Linked DNA regions of Sus scrofa: regions 1, 2 and 4 are each linked to region 3. A link is a contact called in public Hi-C and HiChIP or PLAC-seq data. All regions are on one chromosome and are shown on one strand. The core of a region is the stretch at or near the end of the contact, and the rest is flanking DNA. Distances in the headings are between cores, read along the strand shown. Region 1 holds the start of SSR2 (translocon-associated protein subunit beta). Region 2 holds the start of SYT11 (synaptotagmin-11). Region 3 holds the start of KIAA0907 (UPF0469 protein KIAA0907 homolog). Region 4 holds the start of LAMTOR2 (late endosomal/lysosomal adaptor, MAPK and MTOR activator 2).

Region 1 (3,019 bases), core at 455-2,954, 87 kb after region 3:
ACTTAAGACTCCCATACTATGCAGTTTGTTCTAGAATTGCAGGATCAAGTTATTTTTCCTCTGCAGTCTCTATCTCTAGTCTGAATAATTAGTCTCTTTGCTAATAAAGAAGTATGCAGAGATCAAAAAAAAAAAGGAAGGAAGGGAGCTGAAAGAAACCTTTGAGGTAACAAAGGATCATGTGTTTTTTGCCTTTTTTTCTTTCTTTCTTTTTTTTTTTTTTTTTTTTTTTTTGCTTTTTTAGGGCTGCACCCACGGCATGTAGAAGTTCCCAGGCTAGGGGTCGAATTGGAACTACAGCTACCACCCACACCACAGCCACAGGAATGAGGGCTCTGAGCTGAGTCTGCAACCTAAACCTGAGCTCACAGCAACGCCAGATCCCTTAACCCACTGATCGAGGCCAGGGATTGAACTTGCATCCTCATGGATCCTAGTCAGATTCGTTTCTGCTGAGCCACATGGGGAACTCCTCTTTTCTGCCTTTTCATCCTTCTCTCCCTATTTCACACAATTCTTTCTTCTTCTCCACTATGAGACTCTAGCAACTCACAAAATTGGAGGATGGTTTCCTGTAGCTTAGGTAAGAATATCCTCCTCCAAAAGTCATCCAGCAGTGAATTCATTTACACACTATACCTGTTGCTGGAGTCCTCCCAAAGATAAATCATTACTGATCCCTGTTCCCAGTCAAGATACCTGAGAAGCTTAAAAGGGCCCAACCTATAGCTTCAGGGCCTCCTTACCTTGAGCCAACATTGTAGATGTTGTACTGTAAGGTCAAGTCTCGCCCCTCCACAGCATATCTGTTCAGCAGTGATTTGGAGGCCAAAAGCCTGGCTCCTTCTTCTGCTTGAGTGACAGCAAAGAGAGTCAACACCACGAATGCCAGCAGCCTCATCTTTGGAGGAAAAAGCAAGTGAGCAGTCAATCCAAGCATGTAAAACCACCAAAATCTTTCTGACAGTCCTTTCTTACAAAGTCCGTCAAAAGATCTTTTGAGCTCATCAAAGCAGCGGCCACTTTCACAGAGCAGAGTATACGCTACCAAAGCTGTCCCATTCGCAAGCTTCCCACCAAATCCACCCTGCAGCCCTCGAAAATCTGTAGACCTCCAGGGCATATCTGCTACCTATTACTGCGAGGGGTCCTGGGTGCTCCCCAATTACTGGGGTCTTCTGAGAGAGCTCCATGTGGCCAGAATAGAGGTTTCCTTGGCCTGCCGCATTTCGGCCCATCTCGGAACTGTAGCAGCCTCTAGCTTTCCTTCACACAGGAATCCCTCACGACTGTTGCCTTTCCCCGGCTGCTATTCCTCCACCAGCACCCCAGGTATCCCAATGCGCGCTAGCGGGGTCCTCCCTCACGCCCCTGTATCCTACTGTCCATTTTTCCCGCGGGACCGCATTCGTCCTCGTCTTCCACATCCCTTTCTGGGGCCCTCTGAGGGCTTAGTCTGTTCTGCCCCCCCTCCGTCTCTTGCCAAGATTACACGTCCTCCAGCCAGCGTGCTCTATTCCCTCCCCGCCCTGCCAAAGCTAACCCTCAGCCGCTGAGTGTTGTGTGGACACGAACTTTGGCACCCCCAGAATCAAAGGACTCACCGTGCGCACCCCACAAACCCTTCAGGGGGCCACGAAGGCCGGAAGAGAGCGTCAGCACCCGAAAGACCGGAAATGAGCTCTGGCCGGAAACGTTGGTACTCTGCTGGATGCCTTCTGGGAGTTGTAGTTCTCAGACAAGCCCCACCTTTCCTTTGTAGAGCGCGCCTGCCTCCGGGATGCTGCAGCCTCTGTGATCGATTTGTCTGTGCTCCTTCACGCTTTTCTTTCTTTTCTTTCACGCTTTTATTATTCTGCCGTCTAGAGTGGCTTTTCAAGCTGGCTTTCCAGTACCGTAGATGACCAGCACCTGATTAAGTGCTTTGTGGGACTGGCAAACGTAGAGATTAGGATCTTCTGTCTACAATGTCGAGTGTACTATCGAGCTAGGAATTAGAGAAAAACTGTTGCTCTCCGGGCTACCACCATTCTCTGTATTTCTAGGCGAAAAATTTACTCATCTTCTATATCCAGCTAGCTACCCTAGAAAGCCCTGAACTTTCCTTAGAAGCCCTTTGAGGTTCCAAAAAAGTAGATCCTTTCTTTAATTTTTTTTTTTTTTTTTTAGGGCCTCTCCTGAGGCATATGGATGTTCCCGGGCTAGCCGCCTCTGCTGTCTGCATCACAGCTCAGTGGAAGCTTAACCCACTGAGCCCACTGAGTGAGGCCAAGGATTGAACCCTAGTCCTCATGGACACTAGTCGAGTTCATTACCGCTGAGCCACAACGGGAACTCCGGCTTGGTTTTTGGTTTTTTTCTGATTGTTTCTGATCTGGAAAATCTACCTTCATGATTAGGTGCTATTTCTCTAGTGTACACTTATTCAGAGATCCTACAGTGATGCTGAACGCACAGGAGGTGCTCAAGAAACACCTGCTGATTGGATGAATTTTCATCATCTCTATTTACAGTCTCCTTATTGGAATCTATTCTGACTAGAGGAGAGATTTGAGAGTCAATTGCTAAGGAAAATATTTCCATTGAAAGACTTCCAAAAAAATACAACTTCTTCCTGCCATCTTCAAGGGAACCCCACCAAGAGATTGAAGTAGAACTTTTTTTTTTTTTTTTTTGTCTTTTTTTTGTTGTTGTTGTTGTTGTTGTTGTTGCTATTTCTTTGGGCCACTCCCGGGGCATATGGAGATTCCCACGCTAGGGGTTGAATCGGAGCTGTAGCCACCGGCCTACGCCAGAGCCACAGCAACGCAGGATCCGAGCCGCGTCTGCAACCTACACCACAGCTCACGGCAACGCCAGATCGTTAACCCACTGAGCAAGGGCAGGGACCGAACCCGCAACCTCATGGTTCCTAGTCGGATTCGTTAACCACTGCGCCACGACGGGAACTCCTGAAGTAGAACTTTGTTAGATGAACATGGAACTGCGTGCCAGGACCAGAGGCATGCAGAAATGGTAA
Region 2 (2,732 bases), core at 174-2,673, 65 kb before region 3:
GGTTCAGCGATTTAATTTGACAACTAATCCTTCTCGCCACGAGACACCTGGAATATGGGACCAGGGAAACGGGGAATTCATAAAATTTCAGAAAGAGGAATCCCTAGGTTACAAACTGCAGTTTCCTGAATAAAGCTAAGGCAGACTTGGACTCAATCCATAATTATAAATTATAATTATTCATATCTATAAAACACTCCGCATTTAACAGAATGCTTTCACTTACGTTATCAAAGGTGATTTGATCTTCACAATAAATCCTGTGGCACAGTGGATATTATACCTTCCAATTTCCGCAGGACAAATTTTTGGCTCAACTGGGTAGATGATTTCACAAAGATAACTAGCTGTGAGAGGGAATCCAGTAGCCTCACTCTAGCTTCTAATGCATTAATCCGGTGTCCAGGATGGTGCCTGGGACATAGTCAATGTTCAATAAATTCAATACATGTGTTTTGAATGAATGAATGACTCCTAGAACCATGTTCTTTTCCTCTTTTCAAGAAGGACAAAATGTCAAAGCTGGAAAAATACATTCAACTCTCTCACTTTACAGGTGAACCACCACCAAATATTTATGCATTTAAATAATCTACCTGACCTGATCCTGTCTGTAAACAGAATCGGATAGGATGAAAGTAACCACAACCAAAATGAATGACGAAATTGATGTAATCATGGAGATAACCTGCAGTAGTCTGACGGTAACCTGAATCACCCTAAACCTTCCGAATGCCAAGGAAGTCTCTAGAAGCTTGGAGTTTCATTTGTGTCCTGCTTTTGGATCTACAGAATACACGGATCTGTTGGTTTTCACTGCCTCTCTCCATACTTCTCTTTCTCTCTTCCTCCATCCCTCCCTCACTCTCTCTCTCAAACTTCTCTAAGCAGCCCTAAGCACTTGAAGCTTTTACAAGAGAAATATCCAACACTGATTAACTTTGGCACTCTTCATTAGTCCTTTTTTAAAACAGTTTCAATCTACACACCACAAAACCCAGCCGTTTTACTTATACAATTAAATTATTTTCACTAAATTTTCAGAACTCTGCAACCATCACCACGTTTGGTCTTTAATCAGAGTTTCTGAAGTTTAAGAAAGGTTTCAAAATATTCTTTAGTGGTCTCATAAACTTATAATAATTGCAATTGATACTGAATGTAGGCAAGATAGAATTTTGTTTTTCCAAAATCCTGGGTCCCCCTCGGCCAGAATATTCAGTTACTATATTAAGCCCAGGGAACCGGAATCACAAGATCTATAGGCTCTCATATGATAAAATACCTACCTACACTTCTTAGGCCGCAGAGTTTTCGCCTTACAGACCCACAACCCATTAGTGGGCGGGGTCTCATTCTCTGGAAATCTTGGCGAAGGGAGAGGGCCCCTCCCAGAGGTCTTCCGGAAAGGGGCGGGTCTTGCCTTCCGGAACTTTTCGGACAGAGGCGGAGCCTTCTGCCGAGGGTCGTTCGGAAGAAGGCGGGGCCTACCTCGCATCAGGACCAGTCTGGCTGCACCTGCATCCTTAGCTCAGAGCATCCCTGGAGCATCTTAAGAGGCGACCGCAGCTGGCAACCAGGGACCAGACCGTCGCAGGAGGCGTCCGCCAGATACCTTCCCCCTCCCCTGACCTAGCGCTCTGCAGCGGCGGCCTAGGTACTGACCGGAGGTTCCCAGAGTTGCCTGACCAGTGCAAACGCGTTAATAGCAATAGCCTCCGATTACGACATGGCTGAGATCACCAATATCCGACCTAGCTTTGGTAAGTAGAATCTGGCAAACTAAGCTTGGGGTAGGCGAAACCGTTGCAAAACCAAGGGAGCCCAGGGGCTGGGCAGAGAGTGAAACCAAGACCAGGACCTTCAGGTGCTATCCGCTCTAAAATCGGGCCTGTGGTGATGCGTAGTAGGCAGTGGGCAGACCTGAACTTGAGCTATGGGCTGCAGGGGCTGGGAAGGCCAGAGCCACACCGAGGTTGGGGAGGTTCGGGATGCTAAAACCTTGTATGGTGCACTGTCAGCACTGCTGGAGGTGAGAAACAGAGAGCTTGCGGAGGATGTGAACCCCTCCTTCTGGGGGAGGAGAGGTGGGGTAGGCCGAGCCCTCCCCCTTGGGGCACGCAGGGCGGTGCCCCTTCCTCCTCCTCCCACTCCTTCAGGGCTGCGGGGGAGGGAGGTGGCAAGGGGATGGGGCATCAAGATGGCAGCTTGGAGACTGTGGGCTGTGTGGCTGGGAGCCAGGGGAGGTGGCGGCCTCTGGGGAGAGAAGGGTGCGGGGGTGGAGAGCCAAAAGCAAGCCACTCCTTAAGCCGGTCAGCTGGATGCTGGGGCTAGGAGAAAACGTGAGCCCTGCAATTTCTATTCTGCATCGTAATGGTGGGGTCCTCCTATGCTACCAAATGGCGCTTGGCGCTGCTGGGCTAGGGGATGACGTGATGTCTATTTCTGGGCCTCCTGGCAGCGCCTAGGCTCTTCTTCCCGGGCCTTTGTTCCCTGTTTCCCTAGACTGGTTTTTCAAAAAGGGGGACTCACCCGCTCTGGTGCTGGCGGGGGCCTGATCCAGGCCGGAGGGGGAGGGGCGAAAAAGGCTGAGCCCTGGGGAGGCCGCTTTGTGTACCAGAGAAAGCATTACGTCATCTCGGAGCCGCTGGTCCCCGACCCAGCCCTACGGGCTCGGAGATCAGTTACGCTCCCTGGAGCAGCGAGTGGGGTGGAAAATAGGGAAGCAGATG
Region 3 (2,760 bases), core at 227-2,726:
GACCCAAGCCACTGCAGTGACAATGCTGAATCCTTAACCAGCTGCACCACAGGAGTACTCCTAAATCTATAGATTTAATTAGAGATATTTTAAAGCTCACCACGATTTATCTGATTTTCTCTTTTGACTTCAGGGGAAATGCACATGTATCAAAAAACCTATTACATCACTGCTTTAAATGATCATGTAGACAGAACTAGGGCTGAACTAAGGGAACACAGACAAAACAAGTTATTTGGTCCATAAATGTAACTTAGCCCAAGCAAAATTGCCTCCTAGGAGTTCCCATCCTGGCTCAGCAGAAACGAATCTAACATCCATGAGGATGCAGGTTAGATCCCTGGCCTTGCTCAGTGGGTTAAGAATCTGGTGTTGCCGTGAGCTGTAGTGTAGGTTGCAGACAGGGGGCTCAGATCTGGTGTGGCTGTGGCATAGCAGCTGCAGCTCTGATTTGACCCCTGGCCTGGTAACCTCCATATGCCGCTCCTGCAGCTCTAAAAAGAAAAAAAAAAAAAAAAACTAAATTACTGTACCCCCACCCCCGAGAGTGTCTCCTTAAGACAAATGATTGTGAGATTACAAGATTACAAACTGCAATCAGCAGAATCCCCTCAACTTCAAATACCTTCTCAGCAGCATTCTGAGTTGGTTTAAGCTTTCCTTTGGCCATAAGCATGGCATTGATCTTAGCAGCCACAGCAGCAGCAGCGTCCAAGGCTCCAGAGGGAGCAGCTGTGGAGCCCCCAGGGCTTCCCCCACTGCTGGTAACCTCCCCACCTGGGGCTGCTGGTGGCAGGAAGAGAAGGGGGGCTGGAGCTGGTTGGTCCCATTTGCTGCGGCGCCTACAGGAAGAGGAAAATATTAGGCCACAAAGTTTTTACTATTTTTCTCCCCTTACTACACCTTAGTACCCCATTTTCCCGCTATCAGGCTCCCTTTACACTTTCGAATCTACTATCAGAGCTAAAATTACCATCTCTCCTTAAACAGACAACCACTGCAATATTTCCCCAAATCCTCACTTCTTTCAACCCTTTTCCTGAATCTACTTCCTTTCTACTCCGTCATCCCTATTAAAAGATTCTGGTGTCCTACAACCCTTCGTTCTCACCTTCCCTTTTGGCTCGTCATTCCCAAAGTCCCTGCTTTTCTCCTTTCTCTGATCCCCGCTGGCCTTTTTCTGGGGCCCCAGGCCTGCTCACGATCCTTCGCCCCCAAAGTCCGGCCCTCAAATACATACACTTCCCACCCAAGCGCCCCTCTACCCAGACGCTGCTTCCCATGATCCCTCCGCCTCTCCTGGGCCTCATGCTCGCTGCGATGCCCTCGCCAGAAAAGCTTTACCCGCCAGCTCCAGGATGTGTCGCGCTCCCCGCGGACATGGCGACCGGCTCTGATCAACCACCCGCCAACTACCCCACTACCTCCTTCCCGTCACTTCCGCCCCCAACGCCCTTACGCACAGCCTCTTCCGGTCGTGAGGCAAAGCGGTTCCGGTATAAAAGTCTATTCCGATTGGACTCCTGTTGATGTCAAGGCTTCTGGCCTTATTTGAAACAGATGGGGTGTGGCCTTCCTGCTTGCGCTTTCCCTTGAGAAAGATGGCTGCTAAATCTCATATTAAGGAAGAATTGGGGCAAGAAGAATCCATCTTTCTTGTGGGCAAGTCGCTAGCCAAGAGTACAACACGCATGAGTAAGGAAAATTAAACAGGTTTCTCCCCAAATTCAGTCACATTCTTGTAGAGTCCCAGCCGCTGACCTGGGACAGCGCTTTCCCGCGGCTTTTGCAAACTTCAAGTTTCAGTTACCTGCTTAGGGAAAAGGAAAGGACTCATCCCAAAAATTATTTGAAGATTTTTTTCTTTTCATTTCTGCGCGCCTGTCCCTGTTTTAAGAGCAGGGGGTCCTGCCTTTCTGACACTTAGAATGTGGCGTGGTGGCCACGCCGGGTATTACATAGAATAGGTTATAATAAACAAAGGTGGAGAAGATAAATGCTCAACTTGGTGGAGCTAACACGCAAGTATTTGAAAGTCACAGAGCCCTTCCAGTGAGGGCTAAAGAAGTGACCCAGCCTAGGTTATGAAATGGGAACTCCAAGGAGTCTCTACATAGAATCAATAAAATACAATGCTATTCTTGCAAACAAGTTTATGTACTGACAGGATTAACAGAATACAAATTCATTTAAAATTCACATTTTTAGGCGTCCCCGTTGTGGCTCAGTAGGTTAAAAACCTGACTAGTATCCATGAGGATGCAGGTTGGATCCCTGGTCCTGCTCAGGGACTTAAGTTGCTGTGGCTGTGGTGTAGGGCAGCTGCAGCTCCTGTTTGACTTCTATCCTGGGAACTTCCATGTGCCACACCTGTGGCCCTAAAAAAAAAATTTAAAGCCACATTTATAGTGTTTTCCCTTCAGCATTTAATAAATAAATGTCCCATATAAACATCTATTTCTGCATTCTTTTCTATTGCATGAATCTATTTTTTCCTTTGCTATAGTGTTTTGTGTGCGTGTGTGAGCTTTATTTGGGCCACACCTGTAGCATATGGAAGTTCCCAGGTTAGGTGTCGAATTGGAGCTACAGCTGCCCACCTACATCACAGTGACAGCAACACCAAATCTTTAACCCTCTGAGTGAGGGAACATTTAACCCAGGGCTTGAACCCACATCCTCATGGGTACTAGTCAGGTTCATTATCACTGAGCCACAATGGGAACACCTGCTATAGTGCCTTTTTTTTTTAGTGTCTTT
Region 4 (2,700 bases), core at 177-2,676, 120 kb after region 3:
CCTGCGCCCCGCGCCCACTATCCGGCCTCCGCACCTTGCCCGGCTCCCACCCTGCCTCAGCGCCTCGAACCCCCGCTAGTAAGCGGCGCAAACACTCCTCTCCAACACAGGGTCCTTCCCCCTTGCCTGTGCAAGGTGTCCTCTTCCAACTCCACCACGCCCCCAGACCAGGCCACAAGGCAAACCCCGGCCTCCCTTCCCAAACACGCGCCACGCTACCCCGGATCGACCTCGCAGGACGCCCCCTACCCGCCGCCTCTTCCCTCCCGCTTCCCCGAGTGCCTGCTGGGCCCCCGCCCTCCTCTCCCCGGCCCTCCCATACGCCCGACGGTCTCAGAGACACCCCCCTCTTCACAGACCACTCCTCCGCACCCCCCCAATCCCCACCACCCGTACTACCTCCTTGACCGAGGCTCGATCGCAGATCACAATTTCCTCCTTGTCCTTAGGGGTCTTGACGGTGACCCGAATCGGGGGCCTCGTCTCGGCCCCGCTCGGCTCCGCCATGCCGCCGCCGCCGCCGCCACCCGGCCGCCCGCCAGCCCGCCCCGGCTCCTCCTCCTCCCCGCCCGCCCGGCGGTGCTCGGCTCCGGCGCCTCCAACACTCCCCTCTCCCCTCCCCTCCCCAAGGCTTCACCGCCCCCTCCGGACCAGCCGCAGCCACAGCGCCCCGGGCGGACCGGGGGGGCCACTGCAGCGGGGTCCGCCCAGGGCCGAGCCCGGGGTCTGCAGCCTGGGCAGGGCCTTGCTGGGCGGCGGCCCCCAAAGGGGCTGCTCCGGACAGGGGCGGGAAGCAAACTCTCCGGGAGAGACCACCGCCCGTGGTAGCCGGTCCGAGTCGCGCTGAGGTGCCAACCCCCCGCCCCCGGGCCCAAAGCTACCCGCCCCCTCCGCGACTAACTCTTTCTCCGGGACAAAGGACTTTCTGTGTCGCCGCTTTATCTCCGTTCCCTATGATAACTGGTCTTTCTTGGAAAGCCCAAATCCTTTCCAGGCCTGAGGCTTCTCCCGACTTGGAGGCTGAATTTTCCACTTCTGGATATCTACCTAAAACCTCTTCTGTAGGATTGACTTAATTCCCCTGAGGGTAGCGGCCTCCAAGAAGTCTATTCAGTACAGTTCCAGAGACCTGGATTTTTGCCTGCATGGCCTTTCTGAGCCTATTTCCTCAATAGCATCTATCTCCTCATCTCACAGAATTATGCATAATGTAGAAAATTGCTTTGAGAAGTAACCCAAGGTATGCCTGACAAGTATAGGAATTTTGTTTTCTTTTAATTACTGAATCGTGGATTGTCAAGCAGATATGACTCCTCTGCCCGAGAGGGTTAAATGTCCTTCCAGTACTGCCACTATCCTTTTACTCCCGCTCTTTTCCCCCATAACCGCGTGGTCTCACTGGAAAGGCGAACTGTAGTTCCCAGGGTGCCTCGCGAAGCTTCGAGGAACTACAATTCCCAGCGCCCCCCGCGGTGAGGCGGGGTTGAGTCAGAACCGCACAGTCAGGCCAGGAAACTACAACTCCCAGGAGTTCTGGAGCCGGGCAGCTGGACTACGGGAAGCGGCAGGCGGAGGCCAGTTATAGGAAACTCCGGGATCAGGTTGTGAAAGCCCAGGGTTAGGAGCCACAGGCATGCTGCGTCCCAAGGCTTTGACCCAGGTGCTAAGCCAAGCTAACACTGGAGGTGTCCAGAGCACCCTGTGAGTGCGGACCGAGAGGCCGAGCGGCGAGCACTGGAGTGGGGCTGCGCGCGGCTCTCCGAGGGAGGGGTGGGGAAGGCTCTCTGGGAAGGGAGGAGGTGGCAGAGGGGGCAGCCTTTGGGTGAACCGGCGAGAGGGCCACTCTTGAAAGAGAAACTGACGTGCTGGGTGTTTGGGGCATGTTCTAGGACACACTCAACCCAGACCCTTGCTTTCTAGGAGCGCCGGTGGGCGAGTTGGGATGGAAAGTCAGGTATTTTACTCCCCATCCTGAGCACGTTGATATCCGTTCTGATGCTTTTCCAGGCTGCTGAATAACGAGGGATCTCTGTTGGCCTACTCTGGTTACGGGGATACGGACGCCCGAGTCACTGCAGCCATCGCCAGTAACATCTGGGCGGCCTACGACCGGAACGGGAACCAAGCATTTAACGAAGACAATCTCAAATTCATCCTCATGGACTGCATGGTATGGAGAGGGGAGCCATTTCCTCTGTCCCTAAGGGGACCCCCAAGGGGCACCCTGGACCCCATCCTGGATGGTTGGGGCCCAGGGACAGGATTTCTGGAAGATTACTAAGAGTTGGTCTGCAGCAGCATTTATAATAGGCAGGACCCTATGTATCAAGTGGTGATGAGGAAGGAGTATTGGACCCGAGGTCTGGCTGGGTTCTAGTCTCAGCCAGCCACTTGCCATTTGTGGAACCTTGGGTAAGTCACAAGCTTTTTTACCACATCTCCAGTGTGAAAATAATCCCCACCACCACATCACGCACACAGGGTTGTTGTGATCAAATGAAAGGGTAGGTGTAAACTGTAGAGTGATATGCAGACACAAAGTGTTGTCATCTGAGATTCTCAGACTCAGAAGCATGGCAAAGTGTCCAGACCCTAGTCCAGTTCCTTCAGTTTACAGAAAAAGGAGATAAAGTCCAGAAAGAGGAAGCGCCATTAGACTGAATTTCTTGGGAACAGAACCTGTCTCATTCACCTTTATAT

Evidence for each region. Hi-C and Micro-C count contacts between places; a contact is called where the count stands out from the background. HiChIP or PLAC-seq counts read pairs in DNA pulled down with a chosen protein or histone mark.
Region 1: a contact with region 3 is called in an H3K27ac HiChIP or PLAC-seq map of alveolar macrophages. The contact joins the promoter of SSR2 here to the promoter of KIAA0907 in region 3. A contact is called at or near these places in 3 of 5 promoter capture datasets (fetal skeletal muscle, liver and skeletal muscle), 17 of 47 Hi-C or Micro-C datasets (alveolar macrophages, blood, embryonic fibroblasts and 9 more) and 2 of 2 datasets of contacts at active chromatin or transcription factors (alveolar macrophages and skeletal muscle).
Region 2: a Hi-C map of liver shows a contact between it and region 3, with 8 times the contacts expected there. The contact joins the promoter of SYT11 here to the promoter of KIAA0907 in region 3. A contact is called at or near these places in 1 of 5 promoter capture datasets (liver), 8 of 47 Hi-C or Micro-C datasets (embryonic fibroblasts, heart right ventricle, liver and 3 more) and 1 of 2 datasets of contacts at active chromatin or transcription factors (alveolar macrophages).
Region 4: a Hi-C map of liver shows a contact between it and region 3, with 12 times the contacts expected there. The contact joins the promoter of LAMTOR2 here to the promoter of KIAA0907 in region 3. A contact is called at or near these places in 2 of 5 promoter capture datasets (fetal liver and liver), 7 of 47 Hi-C or Micro-C datasets (blood, epiblast stem cells, heart right ventricle and 3 more) and 2 of 2 datasets of contacts at active chromatin or transcription factors (alveolar macrophages and skeletal muscle).

Annotation. Positions count from the first base shown.
Region 1 is chr4:94,009,409-94,012,427 of Sscrofa11.1, reverse strand. SSR2 (translocon-associated protein subunit beta) reads right to left here and starts at 1,704. Exons shown (of 6, transcript XM_001928470.5): 1 at 1,605-1,704; 2 at 747-901. The coding sequence starts at 901.
Region 2 is chr4:94,161,782-94,164,513 of Sscrofa11.1, reverse strand. It overlaps SYT11 (synaptotagmin-11), which reads left to right and starts at 1,423. Exons shown (of 4, transcript XM_001928804.6): 1 at 1,423-1,763. The coding sequence starts at 1,730. GON4L (GON-4-like protein) reads right to left here and starts at 2,627. Exons shown (of 34, transcript XM_021089699.1): 1 at 2,533-2,627.
Region 3 is chr4:94,096,927-94,099,686 of Sscrofa11.1, reverse strand. KIAA0907 (UPF0469 protein KIAA0907 homolog) reads right to left here and starts at 1,476. Exons shown (of 15, transcript XM_001928648.6): 1 at 1,345-1,476; 2 at 626-842. The coding sequence starts at 1,382.
Region 4 is chr4:93,974,287-93,976,986 of Sscrofa11.1, reverse strand. LAMTOR2 (late endosomal/lysosomal adaptor, MAPK and MTOR activator 2) reads left to right here and starts at 1,426. Exons shown (of 4, transcript NM_001243627.1): 1 at 1,426-1,701; 2 at 2,008-2,170. The coding sequence starts at 1,634. It overlaps UBQLN4 (ubiquilin-4), which reads right to left and starts at 601. Exons shown (of 11, transcript XM_003125701.5): 1 at 400-601. The coding sequence starts at 507.